2 separate regions of the Mus musculus genome follow, and region 2 is linked to region 1. The links are chromatin contacts, called in public HiChIP or PLAC-seq maps. All regions are on one chromosome and are shown on one strand. The core of a region is the stretch at or near the end of the contact, and the rest is flanking DNA. Distances in the headings are between cores, read along the strand shown. Region 1 overlaps Pde4dip (phosphodiesterase 4D interacting protein (myomegalin)). Region 2 overlaps Gm31420 (a long non-coding RNA gene).

Region 1 (5,823 bases), core at 1,447-3,946:
CTCACTCCTCCCCACCCCCAGCTTTTTCATTCTCAACCTCTCTGAAGCTCCCCCGACTCACACAGTTAGAAAATAGCAAAGCCCACATTTGAACTTGAGTGTCCTTGGCTCTAAAGTGATTGGTTTTTGCACAGTATTGTTGCATCTGGATATATTCACATATGATCTCACATTATTTTTAAATAAGTAGATAATTAGCTATCAGGGGTATAGTAAGTACCTTTCTGGTTGCCATAACCAAATACCTGACAAGAATGAAGGAAGGAGAGTTTGCCTCACAATTTGAGAGGGGGTGTTGCAATAAGAGCAGCCCTGGCTGCTAAGGGAACATGAGGTGACTGGTTACATGCCACCCACAGGCAGGAAGCAGAGAGACAGATGCTTTGCGTAGTCAGACTGAGGCCATGGTGGGTGTAGTATTTCCCACATTCAGGGTAGGTCTACCCTCCTTAGTTAAGCCTTTCTGGAAATTCCCTTAAAAATTGGTCCATGCCATATTCCAGGTAGTCTAAATACATCACACGGGGATGCTAAAAACACTTTCCTTCCATCTCTTGGTTTGCCATTTAAGGCTATGCCCTCCCCCCCCAACAACACGAAATATGAAATATCACTGACATCCAGTTTGTTGAGTTTAAATTATAGAAATTATATTACAGTTGAAAACAATGAGTCTATTCAGATAATTAATCAATTCTAGTGAAGAGGGACATGTTTTTAGGATAAAAACTGCTAAGAGAATATGTTTTCAAGCAATTCCATTATAGGAGCTATCTGGGGGGTCTGAATATGATTAAGCAAATGTCAAGCTGAGTTTTTTAAAGGCTGACTTGACAATTGGTTATGTTAATGGAGCATGACATGCGACAGCTGGGTGGTAATTCTCTTCCTACTGCTGGCAACGATGGAGTCATTATTACAGTCTTATTTCAAGACTGGACTATATTATGGAAGCTGTAGAAAGAGGAAACTCAGGAAGGAACAGAGGAGAGCCATTTATCTCTGGAGGGACAATGTTTTGAAAGAAGAGTAAAGATACTGAGGGCAAAAGAAAGAGCTAAGTGGACATGCTTAGAGCCTGTAGTTTCTGTCTTAAGCAAAGTGGACCTTCTCCAGGTCATGAAGTACTAGGGCAAAGTATATATAGCCCAGTATGTGGGATTTTGCTTTCAAAGCTACAAAACAAAAACAGTACACAAATAAACAAAAAGCAAAAATCAAAGAAAGAAAAGAAGAAAGGAAGGAAGGAAGGAAGGAAGGAAGGAAGGAAGGAAGGAAGGAAGGAAGGAAGGAAGGACAAAAGGAACGAGCCTCGATGACCTGCAGTTCCTAGCCCTCCCTCCCCCACCATCTTTCTCCTCATCTCCTCAGCCCTACTCTCCCCATCAGAACCTGCTTCAAAAAGGAAACTCTTAGGTCCTCACTGACTGCCAAGGTCTCCTGGGCAGGGTTCTCTCCAAGCTCCTAGTGTGGTGCCCTAGACTTGAGCCAACTTAGCTCTCTGTCCTCTTATATTTGGCTTCTCCGTGCTGCCTCCATCCATGCAGACCTGATTGCTTCTTTAAGGAGAAAGAAGTGCCAGTTCTCTGTGGAAACTTTCTGGACAAGCTCCCCTGATGAATTCATTTTGTTCTTCCTATTTGCGGAGTTCACGATGTCCTTGGGTTGTAATTTTCACGTAGTCATTGGTTCAGAACTCTTGTAGCAAGTTCAGATTGTTCACTGTTAACTTTAGTTTGCTAGAGTACTACACACACAAAAATATATATGACAACCTGTTTCTAAGGAGAAATGACGTCAGGGATGCAGATGGAATTTAAGTCTAATCAAACCCATGGAGAACAGAGAAGCTAGTAATTTAATTATCAGTCTGTTCTTTCATTCAGCACTCATGTACTGAGTGCCTCCTGTACACTAGGCATCATTTTTGGTACTGGGGGTAAAGCAGACCCACTCCAGTTTTTTCATGGAGAGTGCATGCTGACTGAGAGAAATTTAAGGTAAATGGGTCAGTGCAGTCTTAGATTCTGCATAATGGAATAATAATGGAATGGACTCTTAGGGTGACAAGGACTGCTGGGCTGAGGTGTGGGATGGGCTCTAGTCTTAAATGGGGCCCTTCATTGGAAGAATATTTGACAGCTATCTAGGGCAGGAGCACAGCATGGTGAAGGACCAGCCATCTTAGAGGCCCCGAGGAGCAAGGCTTTTTACCTGTTTTGAGAAAGAACAAGAAGAGCCAGTGTAACTGGGACAGCATGAGCAGGTGGGAACTCAGCAGAGAGAAGGGAAGAGGGGAGTAGTGGGATGGAAGGGGAAGAAAGGGGAAGGGGAGCCAGACCCACCTGGGCCTGCACTTTAAGGGCTAATGAACCACCATCACCATCTACTTGGAGTTAGACGGGGAGAGGATGGTAGCTTTCAGCACCATGGTGCATTTCAACCTGGTCACAGAGGCACTGTGCTCAGAATTGATGATCAGCATCAGGGATAGAAGCGGAGACACGGGGAAAGGGGGCTGCTCACGTAACTCAGGGGATAGGTCACAGCATCTGGGACACAGTACAAGAGATGCTGTGGTGGTGGTACCCGCCATCTGTGATCTGTATTTCTAATGCATGTGTGTTATAGACAGTGGGATCTGCAGTCACATGAGATGGTGTCTGTGAGAGACTGAGTCAGGAGTGACTCAAAGGCTTCAGTCTCACCAACCACAAATCTTGCCTTGTAACACATAGGAACTGGCTCCAACAGGGAAAGAATGTTGTCTAGGGATGATCAGGAATTCAGATTGAGATGTCACAAGTATGAGATATTAATGTTCAAGTGGTGATTTCTGCCAATGAGGCTAATATAAACCTCACAGAAGAAGTTCTTCTCATGAGCATATGAACTTAGGAAGGTAAGTGAACTAGATGTAATTTTCCTACAACTACCATTTTAAGAAAGTGTGATTTCTTTGGAACTATTAAGAAAAAAAAAACTTTTACTAAGTTCTAAAATTAACAGGAGATATGGAGGCAGATGAGGTCACAAGATTTATTTACTGCTAGAAGAGAGTGTACTGGGGTCTGAAGGGAAGGGGTGGGCTTCACACCATCCAGAAGGGCAACGGAGTCTATTTTAAGGCTTTGAGGGGAGGGAGGGGAGGGTCAGTGTCTGGCACTGTGGAGAAGTGAGGAAGGTCTAGTTATTGTATGACTCAGAGGAGTCAGGGAGGCGTGGAGGAGGGGCACTATTCATTATAAGGTCAGATGGAGGCGGGCAGTGTGTCCTATCCCTTTATGTTTGAGGTATGAAAGTTCTTGGCTCCTGCCATTCTCCTGAGATCTACTTTAGGAGGAAATTCTAGGCACGATAACTTATTGATAAGAAAGTGGATTAGTAAATCTTATCACAAAATATAGAATAGTTATCTAGTCATCAACTCCAATGATTATTTTAGGGAGTGCTTTATAAATACGAAGTCAAGAGAATATGGGCACAAAATCAAAATATTCCTTGCCAGCCCCCAAACCACTCTACTCTGGTTGAAATAATCGTAAGCAGCCTGTAGCCACACTATGGGATGACTGTTACTGCAGAAGCAGTCTTGGGCTGTCGCACGGGCTATAGGAACGGACATATAACTCAGCGGTCCTTTACTCGGATGGCCATAGATGGGTGGAAGAGGTTAGAGTTTACATGGGAAGTCAAAGGATTTTAAATAATCTCAGCAACCCACCAGGAGGATAAAAGCAACAGCAAAAGGCAACACATGAACACTTGGTGTTTGTCTGACTGGGAGTTCTTAAGGGGAGGTCAGCCAGGGTAGGGAAAGCATGATTTTGATGGAATTCCAACTAAGACTTGAAAGAAGAGAAGGGATGGACTGTCTTAAAGAAATGTGATCTAGTTTTCTCTTTAGCCTAAGAGATGGGTGAGTTGCCCATGAAGGGTTCTGACAAGATTGGAGTTTTGAAGGCATTTCCTTGGCTACAGTATGAAGAGTAGAAGACGCTTTGGCAGAGTCTGTTTGACATGCTTGGACTCGTGCCGAAGTGTTTGTCATGAAGTGGGTTGTGAGGATGGGGTGTTCAAGTTGCACTCTCCAGCAAAACTTTGGGTGTGTGGGCTAGTTCTTGGTCAAGAAGACTAAGTTAAGGTATCACTTGAGAGATAAAAACATAGCATCCTAAGTGGATTAAACCATTTAGTGGAGAAAGCCTGTAGAGAAAGAAAACTTAGAAGGGTAAGAACTTACCGACATGAAGGCACTGGCCGAAACCAAACCAAACCACCCAACCACTCAGTAAAGGGGCAGGAGGGGTGGAAAGAGAACCAAGGGCATAGAAATCAGTGCAGGAAACATCTCAGCTGCAGGGGGATACCCTGAAGTCTCATATACTTTAATTTCTCTAATTAAAGCCTTTTAGGAAATTATTATATGTGATTTAAGAAAGAGGATTCAAGTAGACAGCCAAAACCTAACTACACACTGTCTATGATCCTTTGAGCAAAATGGAAGTGATAATAACCATTACCCACCTGTTCCCGGTCATTTCACACCGTCTTCTCAGCATTTCATGTTCTCGATGAGGATGGTTCTGTGTGTGGAGAGGTACACCCTCAGGCCACACAGATATTTCAAAATAGAACTAGTCCCAGAAAGTTTGTTAGTGTGTGTGAGACACGGTCGCATTAGGTTCTCCAGGCTGACCTCAACCTTCTGGGAAGCAGTCATCCTCCTGCCTCTGCTTCCCAAGAAGCTGAGATCCCAGGATATACAGGGCTCGGAAAAGTGAGTTGTGAGCTCTGGCTTTTATCCTCATTGTCACTAAATCTCAATGGACTTCATTTATTCTGGAAGTTAAGAATTTAATAGACATGAAGAATTTTTATGTGCAGATTTTTAAGTGAGTAGATTTCTTAATATGAATTTTTTTTCTCATCATTATAAGACACATGTTCCTTCTTACAATCTTGTCTTTTCAGAAGAATAGACAATCCCATTGCACACTCCTGAAGCCACCTGATTTACTCAAACTTTTTCTGTTTCTCATGGTCAAGTGTAAGTTCAGTTGTTGGCAAAGCATTCGTTGCTATCATCCCAGTAGTAATTGATCATCCTTCATTCTGGGTTCTCTTAGAGTCAATGTTTCCCAAACTACAGGGTAAGACTTACTCTCTGTTCAGTAAGTTAATCCACCAGATCGCTCCCAGAAAGACAAGTAGGAAATATCAAATAATAATGCATAATTGAAAATTTATATATATATGAGTGTATTGCAATGCAAAATGTAAAAAGCTTGATAGACACAAATTTGTAAGATTACAGTATAGGACACACCTTAACATGTCATGACCAACTGTGTGGCTACGCCACTCTTTGGGGCTGTCTTCACCTTTGTGTGACCTCTGGATACCTGGGAAAGGTTGACTGGATTGTTATGAAGGTCCAGAAAGAACAGGGAAGATGGAGAGTCGGTAGGTTAGGGAAGAAGTGGATGCTTGAAATATATATATATATATGTAATATATATATAATTTCTTTTATCTCAGATGTTAACTGATGTTAACTGTGATTTTTCCAACTTGGTATTACCAAATCAAAAACCTCTTTTGGGATCTGGGCTATGGGGCTGTCTCCCAGTCACCTTCAAAGTCCCATGTGATGTGATATAAATAACACTTCCTGCTAAGGTTGCAGCTGTCACTCAAGGATCTTAACTTGCTTTATGAGCAGGATCTGGTGATGATGGCCCAGCTCCATTAGGCAGGTGCAGGAGTTAGGAACCAGTGAGCGGCTGAAATCTTTGGCCTCCCAGATGGGGGTCGGGGGTG
Region 2 (5,823 bases), core at 1,064-3,563, 530 kb before region 1:
TCCCCTAATGAATAAAGAAGCCCATCACTGGGCGATTAGGAGGGACTTCCAGGTTGGATGGAGGAAGAGAGGAAGCAGGAGAGAGTAGGACCTCTTTTTAGATAGGGATAGCATGAGGACAAGATGTAATGACGAGTGTCTCCCAGTTTCAACGGTGAATCCTTTAGGATTCGCCACCAGAGGATTTGGATTTAATAAGTTAGGATTTCAGTTGTTGTGCCCAGAGATTGAGTTATCATTGTTTCTGAACTAAGTTTGTGTTGCATTTCCTTCACAGGGTGCCTCATGTGGGTTCAAGAGAGAAAAGTACAGCGGCAAAGAGTGGGTTTGCCTGAGGTACACCACAAAGGTCATGGGGTTTTGAAGCACTGGGTTGGTATGGCAGCGACCCTCCTGAAGGAACTTAGTGAGCTGGATGGAGAGATTTTGGAGCTCTGAGTTAAAGAGTCTCCATGAGATAAGAACAAGCCGACCAGCCTGGCAGGACTGAGAGTAGCTGGGAAAAGCACGGGAACTTGCCGATTCTTTTGGTATTTCCCACAATAAACACACATGCTGTGAGGCATGTGCCTGTACACGCATCATACAAAAACAATGATAGTAATAAATCTGACTTTTTAAAATTCAAAATCAGACAATAAGAAACTAAAACATTTATATGAGAACATTTCCTAAGCCAAGCAAGGTGATTCCAGCACTTGGGAGGTGGGAGCAGGAGGACCCAGAGGGAGTCCGAGGTCATCTTCCTCTATTGAGTGAGTTCAAGGCCAGCCTGGGCCACATGCTGTGTAAGTCAGTCCACTAATCCTCCTGCCTCATCAAGCCACACTTGGATGCAGTTGCTTCTTTGGTCTATTCTTGCTGCCCTGTCTAGGGTTTGTTTACATCTCCCCAAGACATGTTGCCCTTGGTTCCTGAATACAGATGAGTTTGGGAGAAGTTTCATTGCCTCTGCCCAGCAGTCTGAGGGGGCAAACCCAACATGGCTGACTTCACCAAATGGTATGTCATCACACACCTCCAGGTCGTAGTTGTGCTTCCCCTGCTGTCGCTAAGGAGCCAGTGGAGGCTGTGTTACCTACCCAGAAAGAGTGTGTCCCTGTGAGGAAGGGATTGCAACAGACTATCACAAACACATGGCATCTTCCACGTTAGCCTATGCTTTGACAGGAAATTAAATACAAAAGAGGAAGAGAACAAGGTACTGACTTTCTAGTCTTTATGGGGGAAACAAGGAATGGTCATGTGACTCCCAGTCTAAATGAATCAAAACTATTCTGACTTCAATAAACTTGCTGAGGCAATGCAGCCAGAAGTGGTAGTTGTTACAGTATTTTTCCTAATGGGACATAAAGAAACATCAATTCACACCACCACCCCCACCCCCATAGCATGGACAGACCAGATAAACAATGACTCAAAATGAGCTGTGTCACCCAAAACCCAACCACTAAAGTAGGTGGTGACATCCCTGGAGCTCCTGCTCAATGTGTGGCAGTCACCAAAGACTCCTTTTTCCTCTTCCTCATAAAAGTTTATTGCTTATAAAACCTTGGAGATGGGACCCATGAATCTCCCTCCTCCCTCAGGAAAGGACATTTTAGTTTCAAAGAAGAAGGAAGAGGAGGAGGAAGAGGAGGAGGAGACAAGATCACATACAGGCCATCCATCAGATACCAGTGAATAATAACATTTGCCCACAAATCTGATGGCCTGTGTTGGATCCTTGGATCACACGGTAAAAAATGGAAGGAGAGAGTGGATCCTGAGAGCTGGCCCCTGGCCACATGTGCACCGTATATGCATGCATATTCACACATATCTCACACACCATAATAATAATAATAACAACAACAATTATAATAATAACAAATTTTTAAAATCACATCCCAAAAGGAAGGAGCAGGAAAATAGCAAAAAAGAAACACTGGATCAAACAAAGACTGAAACCCAGCAGCGTGAACACCAGATTCTGCAGTTCAATATCGGGCATCCAGGTCACATGGGGTCATCATACGCTCGCTCTCCAAGGGGCCTATGCACCTCCACCTGCAGTCCATACAGCCAGGGCCTGACAGGTGCCACTGCCTGTCTCAGGTTTCCTCAGCCAGCACTCATCTTCCTAGCATACTAGGATCATGGCCTCTCTCTCCATTATGATGGGGGGAAAAGACACATTTAATCAAATTACACGGAGACTGAGCAGACGGGGAAAGCACAGCTGGGAGAGATGTGTGTCATCTTTGAAGGATGCCATGGTGGTAATGAGCTGGAACCAGTCATCCATCCACACAGGAATTTCCTCCCCAGGGCACACCTCATTCTGTGCATTCCATTCTATAAAACGTGCCACTCACAGTCGGCAAATGAGTGTGCAGCATGGGGACAGAGAGGCATTTGTGTTTCTGTCTTGGGTATCTCAGCGAGGCCTGGAAAGTGAACAATTAAAACAACCGATAGAAAAGTACACATGAGGCAGAAGTCACTGTGCTGTGTGCCTGTTCTTCCACAGGGTGGCTCACAACCCTCCAGACCTCCAGCTACAGGGGCTTGACACCCTCTTCTTACACATAAAATAAAATAAATACGCATTTTTCCACTGATTAATTTATTCATTTGTTCACTTTACATCCTGATCTCAGCCTCCCTCTCCTCCCGGTCCTTCCCTCACATGGCCCCTCCCTTCATCCCTCTCCTCTTCTCCTCTGAGAAGTGGGGAGACCACCCTAGGTACCACCCCACCCTGGCATATTAAGTCACCGCAGGACTAGGCACATCCTCTCTTACTGAGGCTAGACAAAACAGCCCAGTTAGAGGAACAGGATCCACAGGTAGGCAACAGAGCTGGGGAGAGCCCTGCTCCAGTTGTCGGGGTCCTGCATAAAGACCAAGCCGCACACTTGTAACATGTCGCTTCTGTCTCCGACCAGCAAAAAAGAGTGACGACACAGCGTTCTTCTCAAAGCAGTTTATTCAGGAAGCTTTCAACATGCAAGCAGGAATCTCCTCTAGCCCCAATCGCAATCCCTTATATAACCCCTCAACCACGCCCCATCAGCCCAGTCCGCGTAATCTCAGTTCATTGGCCTTCATCAAATGGCCTGATCTTGCATCATGGTGGGCCTGCGCAGCTCTCACGATGGACGTGCCTTATTTTCAGGTGTATGAGGAAGTCAGGTGCAAGTCATTAGACTTGGCTACAGTCCCGGGCACCATCTTGGGATAACCGCCACACCCACTCCCCACAGTAACATATGAGTGGGAAGCCTAGGTCCAGCCTGTGTATGCTCTTTGGTTGGTGGTCCGATTTCTGGGAGCTTCCAAGGGTTCAGGTTAGTTGACTCTGTTGGTCTTCCTGTGGAGTCTCCTTCCAAACTCCCTCTAATATTTGGTTGTGGGTCACTGCATCTGTTTCAGTCAGCTGATGGGTGGAGCCTCTCAGAAAACAGTTATGCTAGGCTGCTGTCTGCAAGCATAACAGAGTATCATTAACAGTGTCCAGGATTGGTTTTTACCCATGAGATGGCTCTCAAGTTGGGCCAGACATTGACTGGCTATTCCCTCTGTCTCTGCTCCATCTTTGTCCCTGCATTTCTTATAGGCAGGACAAATTTTGGGTGGAAAGTTTTGTGGATGGGTTGGTGTCCTTATCCTTCCTCTGGGAGTCCTGCCTGGCTACAGGGGATGGCCTCTTCAGGCTCCATATCCCCACTGCTAGGAGTCTCAGCTACAGTCACCCTCATAGACTCCTCGGAGCCTCCCCCATCCCAGGTCTCTGGCACATTCTAGAGATGCGCCCTCCACCCCAACTCTCACTGATTTTCCTTCACTCTCTCGGCCCTCTCTCCCCATCTCTCTCTACACCTAACCCTCACCCACCCTGTGAAATTAGGAAATATCATCCCAAGTGAGTGAGGTAACCCAGACCCAAAAGGAAATCCATGCTATGTACTCATTTTTAAGTGGATATTCGTCATAAAGTACAGGATAACCATGCTACAATCTACAGAGCCAAAGAAGCTAAATAACAAGGACGGCTCAAAGGAGGATGCTTGAATCCACTCAGAAGGGGAAATAAAACAGTAGTCAGAGGTAGATGGAGGGAGGGAATAAATAAATTAAAAAAAAAAAAAAAGTTCTAGTGACTTCTCTTGATCGCCACCTGGTGGACACATTTCTAATTTCCAATCGGATGACAAACTGGGCTGGGATCGCTTAGATTCCTCTCCTGGGGGACCAGATTTTGTTTCAGTTCTCCAGCCCTTTGCACAGTTAGCACATGATAGACAACCAGAAATCCTGTTGAAAGAGTAAACACTTATGCAATATGAGCCGGATAAGGTATGGAAGTCCTCTACGAACTGCTACTGGGGAGGGGTAAAGGGTGGGTGGGTGGGGAGGTGGGTGAGAAGCTGAGAAGCAGACTTCTAGGCCTTTCTGACTGCAAAGGCCAGTGCAGGACGGGGACTGAGCAGGAAAATCCATTCCAGGCTCCAAAGAACCTGAAACCGGTTCCCAGAGTTCTTGCAGGGAGCCTGACAGAATTTTCTATGAACCTAACTAGAGTCTTATAATGGAACAGACACAAGCCCTCTCCCCAAAAGGAACATAAAATGACTTAACTTATCCATGTCACTTTAGCACTGACCCCAACTCCACAGCTCCAAGCCCCCAGAGAGCAGACCTCAGGACATCAGCCAACAGTTATCCTTCTGTTGGAGAGAGCCTTCACTGAGAGGTCCAGCAGCTATTCATAGATTTAGAAATAGAACTCTTAGCTGGGCACAGTGCTGCATGTGTGTAAATCCAGAATTCCAGAGACAGAGGCAGAAGGATTATTAGAAGTTCAAGGTCACCCTAGGCTACAGAGTGAGACTGTGATTCAAATATAAAACATATGCTGGCTGTAGTAGCCCATGCTTTTAATTCCAGCACTCAGGTAGATCTGTGAGTTCCAGATCAGCCTGGTCTATATAGTGAATTTTAGTACATCCAGGTCAATATAATGAGACCTGTTTCAAAAAGAAAGGAAAGAAGGGAGGAAGGGAAAGGAAGGAAGAAAGGGAAAGGAAGGAAGAAAGAGAAAGGGAGGAAAAGGGAGAGAGGAAGGAGAGAGAGAAAACAAAAAAATTAATGGGTGGCAAGAGAGTTCAGTGGGTAGAGGCCCTTGCTGTCAAGCCTGAAGACCTGAGTTCAGTCCTCAGGACCCACGTGGTAGAGAGAGCCAACACCTGTAGGTTGTCCTCTGATCTGCACATGTGCACTCTAAATAAACCTACTAAAAAATGAAAGAAGGCTCAGAGGCGTAGCACTGGTGATATGGCTTCATTGGTAAGAGTTTTGTTTACCGTGCATGATGCCCTGGGTTTGATCCTTACCACCGGGCTAGGTTCAGTCCCCAACATCATATATACTGGGTGTGGTGGCACATGCCTGCATTCACAGGACTTAGGACGTGGAGGCTGAAAGTTCTTAGGTTCAAGGTCATCCTTGGCCACATTTGTAGGCTCAAAGCCAACCTAGAATATGTATGTGGTTCCCATCTCAAAATAATAAAGAATAAGACCAGGAACATAGCTCCAAAAGAGGCTGGGTATGTTGGCATATACATGTTACACCAGTACTGGCTTCTACATGCACCCATGTACACACATGAAAAATGCATCTTTATTATTATACAGTATTCTTTAGTTTTACAATGTTGGCTCCAGTAACCTTTGAAATGCCCCCCACCATAAAAACAAACAAACAAACAAGCAACAACAACAATAGCAATAACAAAAAAAAACCCTCTGTGTTCCTGGGCAAAAGTTAATGAGCCTT

What was found. HiChIP or PLAC-seq counts read pairs in DNA pulled down with a chosen protein or histone mark.
Region 2: a contact with region 1 is called in a CTCF HiChIP or PLAC-seq map of the NIH/3T3 cell line, with 5 read pairs. The contact joins two enhancer-like sites. A contact is called at or near these places in 1 of 15 datasets of contacts at CTCF or cohesin (the NIH/3T3 cell line) and 1 of 9 other capture datasets (macrophages).

What each region holds. Positions count from the first base shown.
Region 1 is chr3:97,825,349-97,831,171 of GRCm38.p6, reverse strand. All of the region lies in intron 3 of Pde4dip (phosphodiesterase 4D interacting protein (myomegalin)), which reads left to right. Among named protein-coding and RNA genes, the nearest start is that of Pde4dip, 60 kb to the left of the region's middle. Within about 2 kb of position 2,696, at least 25 of the 459 cell types and tissues checked have an H3K27ac peak or open chromatin away from gene starts, as enhancers often do. A contact at or near this core is called in the NIH/3T3 cell line, where this site is marked.
Region 2 is chr3:98,352,436-98,358,258 of GRCm38.p6, reverse strand. It overlaps Gm31420 (a long non-coding RNA gene), which reads right to left. Exons shown (of 3, transcript XR_001783933.2): 3 at 2,960-3,466. Among named protein-coding and RNA genes, the nearest start is that of Gm31420, 4.4 kb to the right of the region's middle. Within about 2 kb of position 2,313, at least 72 of the 459 cell types and tissues checked have an H3K27ac peak or open chromatin away from gene starts, as enhancers often do. A contact at or near this core is called in the NIH/3T3 cell line, where this site is marked.